Regions from separate parts of the Gossypium hirsutum genome. Here region 1 is linked to region 2. A link is a contact called in public Hi-C data. All regions are on one chromosome and are shown on one strand. The core of a region is the stretch at or near the end of the contact, and the rest is flanking DNA. Distances in the headings are between cores, read along the strand shown.

The links. A called contact is a pair of places that touch in the nucleus more often than the background predicts.
Region 1: a contact with region 2 is called in a Hi-C map of leaf, with 1.9 times the contacts expected there. The contact joins the promoter of LOC107899019 here to the promoter of LOC107902069 in region 2. A contact is called at or near these places in 3 of 34 Hi-C or Micro-C datasets (leaf and petal).

What each region holds. Positions count from the first base shown.
Region 1 is chrA11:60,078,240-60,083,087 of Gossypium_hirsutum_v2.1, reverse strand. It overlaps LOC107899019 (probable xyloglucan endotransglucosylase/hydrolase protein 6), which reads right to left and starts at 1,263. Exons shown (of 4, transcript XM_016824616.2): 1 at 802-1,263; 2 at 591-691; 3 at 268-464; 4 at 1-68. The coding sequence starts at 982.
Region 2 is chrA11:59,750,605-59,755,740 of Gossypium_hirsutum_v2.1, reverse strand. LOC107902069 reads right to left here and starts at 2,482. Exons shown (of 1, transcript XM_016828337.2): 1 at 782-2,482. The coding sequence starts at 2,087. The coding sequence ends at 1,026.

The DNA.
Region 1 (4,848 bases), core at 14-2,513, 330 kb before region 2:
TAGGGAATGGTATATTTCTAGCTTCATTGTTCTTGTAAACTCGGATTGGCACATCATCAACATAGAAGCTGTAATTCCACCGACAAAAAAAACCCATTAAAAATAAGCATGGCTCAATTTAACTCAATCATTAGATACAGTCCATCGTCCCATTATATGTTAAACTTTACTGATTTGATAGACTGATAGTCTCTCTCTCTCTTTCTGTCATTTTACTACAATACAAGTGTCGGCTCTGTTTGTGATATCTAGAGCTATTGAACTTACACAATATGATGATGATTCCACATAATAGTGTAAGTATGGAAATCTGCAGAAGGATCAAACCAAAGGTTAACCCTTTGTTCCCTATCTCCTTTTCCATGAGCATAGATATTGGTTTGGACAGTATAAGGCTGGCCGCTACGATTTCCCAAGAACTCGAAGTCTAGCTCATCTCTTACCGTATCTGTATCAGAGTTCATCTGCACGCAATCCGAATTACAATGGAACCCAACTTATTAATAAGCTGAAAAAAATTAAGTTATTATTTACGGGCTTTTAGTTTTTGATGAAAATGGACAAGTTTTGAAAGATTATGTAGCATATACATAAAAAGCGGTGACTGTTCCGGCGGAGTCACCAGGTATAAGCTTGATCTTCATGCTGACACGTCCGAACAAATACTTCCTTTTGGAAGCAAATCCACAGCCTTGGAAACAAAAAAACGTAAAACAAATATCATTATGATAATCCAATTAATTTAAGGTTTCTAAAAATAGTTCTACTTAAACAATAAGTGACCCCACGAAATGATTTAACCTGAATTTTGGTCTAGAACAAGTTGGATGGCCTTCCCTCCATCAATTTGCCTAATATGGGAATCAGACCAAGTAATCTGAAAATCATCAAGAAAAGTAGCTGGTTTACCCCAAACACAAAAGGAAATTGCAAGAACACAAGAGAAAAGCAAAACAAAAGCATTCGTTAATGCCATTGTCATCTTTTCTTTAAATAAGGAAAGAAAGATGAGAGAATTTTGATTATTGAGTTTGGTTTAGTGATGAAATGGGAGTTCTAGTGTTTATATAGGTAGGAGGTTAAGGCTAGAGACAAGGTATTGCAATATTACGTATTAAATCTTGAAGGTATTGCAATAAACGTGAAGTATAATAGTGGACAATAATTTAAATCCCCTAAAAATCGATGTAGACGGCTGGTATTCAAATATGGAAGGAGTATTGGCATCAGCAGCTTAGCTTTCCATCCAGCTAATGGCAAGCCGTCGTCAGGCCCTACTACACCATTGTTTTTATTTCGCCTTTCGGGAACCTAATTCTAATGATCATTTTTTTTTCTTTCTTCCCTTTACCATCGCATTTTTAGTTTACTATTATAGTCATTACCGCTAATTGTATTGTCATATGAAAACATAAATCATCAAAATGACAATATACTTACATTTATATTCTTTTTCATTTTTTCATTAATTTAAATTTTAATTAAAAAATAAAAAATATAATTATTATAGAAGGTTTTGTTTAACCAATTTGTATTAGATAAATGAGAAGAGTGTAATGCTTTTTTAAAGAATTTTAAATATTAATTTTGTGAATAAAAAATAATACTGAAAAAGCTTATATCTCATTTAAGTGTTGAATTAAACTCGTCTTTAAATTTAATCAGAATCCAACTATTAAAAAAAAAAGAATGGTCAACTTGGTTTAGACTTAAAAGTTATAGCCAATTTCATCCAATCATCCTTATCTAAAAGTATCTGTGGACAGCCGAGAGATGGTGATTGATGTGGATCCCTCCGGTTGGGCGGATTCCTCCTGTTCATGCCCCACCACCACTTTTTAGAGGGTCTCATCTTACATACTGTGCAGAGATGAAAGATTATATTATATTGTATGTATTTTTTACAATAATCATGTGAACATAAAAAAAAAAAAACCAACAACAGCAAAAATAATTAAACATGTTAGAATCTTAAATACGAATGAAATATAATATTTATTGTGTTTAATGATCTTATTATATTTTTGCAATGATAAGTTTGAAAATTTAAAAATTTAAAAATCTAAAATTTAAGTCTCACTTATATAAATTAATTAATTTAGTATTTATAAATGTTGTAACGTGTCATATTTTCAGTTTTGCAAATGCAACAAGATTATGATATGTGAAATGAAATAAAAACTCCAAAACGTGGCAAATTGAATACTAGGAACACTAGATTGATCTGGAATTGTGATTAAATGTAGTGAGATGGTGGCATAGGTTATATGTTTATGAACAGAAAAAGAATAAAGTTAGTGTACATGGAATTGAGGGACCAAATTAAGCTTTTAAGAATAAATGAAGAAAAGAATTATAGTGAGGAAACTGAAAACTAAGAGACAAAAGATATTCTTTCACTCAGTATGATAATTGAAAAAGAAGAATCCTGGGATTCACCAAACATTGGGAGCCACGTGTATCAGCTCAGCTAAACATATTTGTGTTACTTGATTTTGCAAGAACGCGTGGATGACTTTAATTGGATGAAGGTCCCACGAATGGTGACTGTGGCTAGTAAATAGTGGGGACTTCTTTTGACGTGCAGGCTCAAATATAGCCGAACCTTCACGTGTTAAAACAAGATTGGTCCTTTTGTTATCCATAGGCACCTTCGAATTTGGATAATAAAATAAATATTAAAATATATATAAATATCGTAGTTAAAATTAATAAGTTGTAGGGAAATTTTTTATTAATAGAGAGAAAAAGAAATGAAACTTATATCAATTAAGTGTTAGGTAATAAATTTAACTATTGCTCTAAATAAATCTTAACTCGTATTTATGGTTTTTTTTTTTAATAATGAAACAACTTCCTTATCCATAGATAAGAAAATAGGACAAAATTAAGTTACTACTATATTTTATTTTATTAATTGTAATGTATAAGATGTGGTAGAGATATTTTGGGCAAATATGATCCCAAGTTTTCTATAGGAACATATGAAAAATGGCTTTTTAACCATATATATTAGGTTGAGAAATTAATTAGCAAAATAGTTGGGCATTATAATTTTTTAGGGAAATAGACGAAGTTGACATCCCTGAGGTTTCAGCTTTGAAGTCGATCGACTTCCATTTTGGACAATTGAAAGTCAATTCTGAAGATGTTGACTACAGATTTTGAATGCAAGGAAATATATTTTGCATGGCACAGTGGCGCAACAAAGAATGTAAGGAAGTAATTGAAGCGCTGGCAGCATGCAGCCAAATAACTCAAGCATGCACAAAGCAGAAAACTGTAACAAGCAGCGAAATTATCGAAGCATGTAGCAAGCAGCAGAAAAGTAAAGCACTCATAGTCTTGAAGTTCAAGTAAATAATTGAGGTAGGTAAGAATTTGTATGATACCCGACACTCAATCCGGTTATCAAATTCGAATGTATGACATCATATTATGTCGCCGAAGTAATTTAGGTTAACTTGAAATAAATCTACAAAATTAAATTCATAATTATCATTCATAACAATCTATACATTATTTATTATTATACACGTACATTCATAGTACTCAAGAATCAGCTATATCTATCTACAGGTTTATGATAAATCAATTTTGAATTTAGGATTCAAATTCCAACTCAAATGTCAAATTTTATCATGTTCTCTTGAGACAGATTTCATTTTCAATTTGGCATTTTTGTTTTGATGTTAACAAGTCTCAAGACAATAAAATTTATGTCTCGAGACAAATATTCTTAAGTCTTGAGACAGACCTCCTCTGTTTTCCTATTTTAATTTCGATGTTTGAATGCCTCGAGACAAGGGGTTCTTCTTTTGAAACTTAGAACATGGCATAATTTATTTAGGTTCAATGTTTCCTCGTCTTGAGATATAAGTCATTTGTCTCAAGATCTAGATGAAATTGTCTTGAGACCACCTTGACGTGTCTCGAGACATTAAGCATTTGAATGCATAATAAAGTAATTTTTTATTCTAACGATCTCAGGACATGTTCTTACTATCTCGAGACTTAATGGTCAATAAGCCTAAAATGTACATTTTCAAGTGTTTAAAACCTTACCACTTTGTACTTAAACTTACCTAAAACTAACACCTATATAAAATCATCAATTCAACATATCAAAACACATTCAATCACCATCAAATCATAGTTTCCAACAAATCAACACTTAATTGATCAATTTGCACATTGAACCTATATTGTAACGCCCTAAAATTATTGACTTCTATTTTATTAAACTCTATCATAATTAAGTATCTATTTCAGTGGCCCAGTGCTTTGAGTGTGTCTTTGAGATCTTGGGTTTGAATTGTTTTTGTGAATAAATGGGAATATTATATGTTTTTGTCAAATTAAGGATGAGCTTAGATTTAATTTAAATTCCTTAGTTAATATCTGATTAGTTGTGGGTAGATGGCTGACCTTTTTTTTTTAGGAATGTAACTTGGTAGTTATCTTTTTGTTTCAAAAGCAAATAATATTTTGACTTAATATTTGTTTTTCCCATGTTCCTTTTCTTTTTGTTTTTATTATTATTTTGATTTGGTTCCTTCATTCCCTTAATTGCGTCGTCATCTTTCTACCTTGCTATTGATTTCAATTTGGCTTTTTCCTTGCTTTTCTTCTGTTGTTCCTACTCTTTAGTTTTTCCATCATCGTTGGGCTACCATTTATTTTTTATCTTAATTTTGCTTTATTCCCTTACTTCAATTTTTCTTTTAACTCTCTTGCTGGTCGTTCGTCAAGTAATTTGGTGCTCTATCTTTAATAGGTTTGAGTTTTGTATGTGGCATTAAAATTGCGAGGAGTTACTGAGTTTACCGAGTTTTCTATTCAGACAGT
Region 2 (5,136 bases), core at 1,233-3,732:
TGCATTAATAAAACATTTAATCTACTACTGAACTAAAATTTTATTTTGATATTTATATACATTTTAATTTTATTATTAAACTTTATTACTTTCATCAATAATTAACAATATAATCTAATTTTTTATACAAATTAATTTGACACTAACTCAAAATTGATAATAATACAATAATAAATAATTTAATCTATTTTTTTAAATTTTAATTTCATATATATTTAATATGTTATTCTTAATTAATTTTGAAATATTTTTTATTATTTATTATTTATTATTTATTATATTATTTTTATACATATTTATGTTGATAGGATTTCTAGCTATTTAAACGCATGATGGAATTAAATCTATATGACGAACACAGGGTAGCAAAAACTATGAAACTCTCCTCATCGCATTTCAAATGGTCCCCAATTCACCGCTTCAACCCCCATCAATGTATCAAACTCTGCAACTTTTGCAGATAAAAAGGGTCTACCATATATTCTTGTTTGTATAAAGGCATTGGCTATGCATACCCTTACATATGTCTCCTTATTTCACATGGTGCAACAAAATAAATTAAATGTTTTATAGTTAATATTATTTACGAGAAAAATTACAAAAATGTATGACAAGTCGCAAATGTAAATCTATGCTTATAAAATTGTTATTTATAAACTATATAGCCGTAAATGATTCAGATAAATTAGCATTATTTTCAATAAAAATATTATGGTTTCTGCATTAAGAATTATATTCTATTTTAATTATTATATTACAAAATAAATAAAAAATAAATTAATTTTTTATTAAAAATTTAACTATTTTTATTATTAAAAATTAATCTCTATACATTACTAAAAGATATATGAGTGTTATTTTATTATTTTATCAGACACCCTAATCTTTTAAGTGTACAACATTTTAAAGAAAAAACAGCTAATTTTTTTTTTAATATAACGTATAGATATTAATTTAGTAAATTATCATCCTAAACGAGACAGCTATTCGGACGTTGAGTTCTGAAAAGGTTCCGTGCTCCTCAGTTACATGCTTTCATCATCGTCGTTATCATCAATAATATCATGGAGATCGAGCGAGTACACCACATCTTCCCTACTCCATCCCGCACGTAATAACACGACAGATAAAACCCTCACGTGCCACGCCGCATCCTCACCGTCCATCATCAATTGCGTCCGGCTCATTTCCTTGTTCTCGTTATGATCAGAGCCGTCAATCATCATCATCATCTCCCTCACCTCCTCCTCCTTCCACCCTCCCTCCCTTAATCGCCAAAACACTTCCTCCATACATGCCCCTATCCTCGACTCTCCCTCCCTCTCCACCTCATCCCTATTCCACCACCCTCCCGTGACCCCACGCGCCACTGTTCTCCTCCCTCTCTCCTCCACTTCCGTCCAAAACTCAATCCTCCGTGGCGCCGTAGCCGCCCAAGCTGGAACGTTGACATTAACGCTATTGGCTTTCTTCCTCATGAAAGGCTTAGAAACCCCACTCCTCGTCAAGAGTTCAAGTTCTTGAAAAAACCTAGTTATATCAAAGCTTAAGATTCTAATTTCCTCCGTATCAACGTAAAAAACAGGGTTCCCCGACAAGTTTGGCGTCGAAGGGATATAGCAGTTTCTATATACAGGAACAAGAAGGGGGGCATTTCGTAACAAGTCCTTAACCACAGCTAAAGCATCATTGGTGTTTGATGGTTTAGACCCCCAAGAATCCGACCAAAAGTTGTGGAACCTAATGTTCCTGGAGAGAGACAAGGAAGGAAGGTTAAGGAGAATGTTAAGTTGCTGAGGAGAAGAGGATCGCCAGTTGGGGAATGAAGGATGGACGGGGAGGCCTTCTTGGAGGATAGAACGAAGGTCAGGAGGGAAAGTGAAGTGGAAAGTTGATTCAATAGAGGAGAATTCTTGGTCGGTTAAGCCTAAAAAGACTGGAATGTGGAGGGATTTAAGATGGTCAATTATGGTTTTGGAATATGCAGCAAAAGAGAAACAAAGAAGCTTTGATCTTGTTGGTCCTTTGGGTGCTTTCAATAAAGGGTTTGGAGGATGGGTTTGGGTAGTTGTTGCTGTTGCAGCCATTTAAAACTAAGCTGAAGAAACTGAGAGGATCTTTTGTTCTTTCGGTGGAGGCTTTAAAGAAGAATGGCGATGAAGTTTGACTTGAGATCGGGAGAGGAAATGTTAACGTCTGTGTCTCAATCTCAAATGGTGGCACTGGCAACTGGCAAAGGATGGGTTTACTTAAAGTGAACAAATGGGAGAGTCTAAATGGAGCAGATGAATTGGGAATTCAGGTGGAAGCCTCGTCGACATAACCATGTTCTTTTCTAATTGGATAATATATAATTTTTCGTAGAATTTGTCTATGTTTAGTTAGTTTTTTAAATTTTGTTTTCAACTTAGTTGTATGGTAAACTTGTAAATTATTAATTAAATTAGTAACTCTACTTTGTGTTAACAATATGTCAGGTGATAGTTTCTTAGAACTCTATATAAAAAATAAATATAAATATAAATTTTAATTTTAATTTTAATTTTAATTTATATAAATATGTTTATGTTTGCCACGTGATATTTTAAGAGATTACCACATGTCATTACTAGATTGGCGAGTGGTACCACATCAACACAAGTTAACATTGTTAACGCAAAAAAAAAATTAGATGAAATTGAAATGTCACATCATTTTTATTATTTTTCAATAGTTTAATACCAAATTAGTTATTTTCTCTTGAATTTTAACATTTTCGATTGGATTTTGATTCTTTTAAGAGGAAAATACTAAAATTTAAGAGAAAAAAACTGATGTGATATTAAACTATTAGAAAGGAATACATATGACATATCAATTTCATATAATCCCTTTTTGTTAATGTAAATATATCAACTTAATTGATAAAATATAAGTTAAAAAAACCAAATAAATCTAAAACAAAAATTAAGATCCAACAAAGCACAAATAGATAAATTCAAAGATTAAATTATATATTACCTCTTTGGCAACTGTTGTTTTTCTTTTTTTTCAAAATGGAAGGCAGATGAAAAAATAATTAATAAGACAACAAGGATTAATTTCTTAATGAAAACAATGTTTAGTAATATGAAGTAGAACTTATAAAATCTATGATGGATAAGAATAAAATTGCTAAAGAAAAATGATGTATTTGTGTATAAAATCAAGATATTGTAAGAATATGCTTAACAATGAAGTGAAAAACCAGTTTTTATTATGACAGCTACTTAAAGATATAATATGTGAACAATTTATATAGTAAAGAAATCAAATAAGTTGACAATGATTCCCATGTGTCACACAATTTTCTTCTTCCTTACCTAAAACAGTTTAATTGTCTCCTAACGTATTGATTTTACTTCAATAATAATTTTAGGATACTTTTTAAGATTAATTAAATTAAAATTTTAAATCAAGGTATTATATTATTTAATTTCAGTACATTAAAAACTATAATTACTTAAAAGAGAATGGAGAAATTTATGATAGTTAAAAATTATTAGTTTTGCAAGTTTTTATAATTATACATACAATTAATATTTTTAGAAATTGTAAAAGTACTCATCATTACAGATGAAGAAATTTTCGAAATAATTACAAGTAACCACGTGCCACTAACAAGTTGTCATGTCTAGGGGCAAGTCTTTGATTGAAATGAGTCAAATCAAAAGAGAAAATTGAGCTAGTCGAATTGATGAGTCTTATTCATCATTTTAACTTGATTTGAATTTCTTTTCATATCGAATAGAGTGAAAGGAAAATCAAGCTGAGTCAAATAATTTTTTTCGAGTTAAATTAAAAAAATTAAACCGATCATATTAAAATTTTGTTGATAATATGACTAAAGTCCGAGTTAAAGAACAAATGTATCACATATATATTATTTACGAAAATTCTTTTAGACTAAAATAATAGAAAAAACAAGATAATTATATGATAATTTTGATGTGATAATTTACTTGTTTAAGGCTTCAAATTTATTATCATGGAATTCTTTAAAATATAATTTAGCATTTTATATATTTTTAATATTTTTAATATTTTAAATTTATTTTTTTATAAAATTTTGGAAAATATATTTTATAAATAATTTGAATTTTAGAAGAATGTTTTGATTTTTCTCTTAATTTTTTTGAGTGGGACCAATTCGCATATTTTTTAAATTGTTAGGGACTCAAGCGGTATTTATATTAATTTTTTATTCAAGTTATTCAAATTATTTGAGTTGTAAAATTCAACTCGACTCGAACTCAAAAAGTCGAATTACTGATTCAAGTTTATTCGAAAAAATCAAATAACTTGATTTGATTAATTCAAAATTTATTATAAAATCAAAGACAGAAAATAAAGAACAAAAAGAATAGGAGAGCAAAGAAAGAACATATTTTCTTGATTAATCGAAATAATTTACAATGCTTCTCTACATTTTATATTCATAGACATAAGAAATATAAATGGAATAGAACTCTACTTCTAATGACTATTAGAATTTAAAGTATATCAAAACTTATCTAGATTTTGATGGACATCCACTTAATAAAATATTCATAACACTTCCCCTTGGATGTCTATTTGTAAATAATGTGTCTCGTTAAAACCTTACTAACTTGTGAGAAAAAAATTCACAGTGAAGGAAAAAGAGTACACATATCTATAATAAGCGTAATATACTGCATCATTAAAAACCTTACTAAAAAATCCAATGGGATAAAACCTCAGTTAAAGGGAAAATGGTACAGCGCGTATTTACTCTCCCTTATGAAAACATCACATACTTTCTCATATTCTATGTATTCAATCTTGAATATTAATTTTTCAAATGACTATTTGAATGCATTTGCTAAGCATTTATATCACTATTCTTTTTAAAGTCATAAGTGAGAGAAAATTTTGGGGTAAATATATTTTGATCTCTTTAAAAGTTTCAACAATAATCATAGCAAACTTTAATCATGATTCTTCTATAAAAACATAAATAGGTATTTTGGATCATTCTATAAAAAAATTCAAACTCATATATAACAATCGATAAAATACTAAAATATAAACTCATCACTATTAGCAAGATGAATTGTCTTAATTGCGTAATTTGAAATTAATTGTTTAAACAAGCAA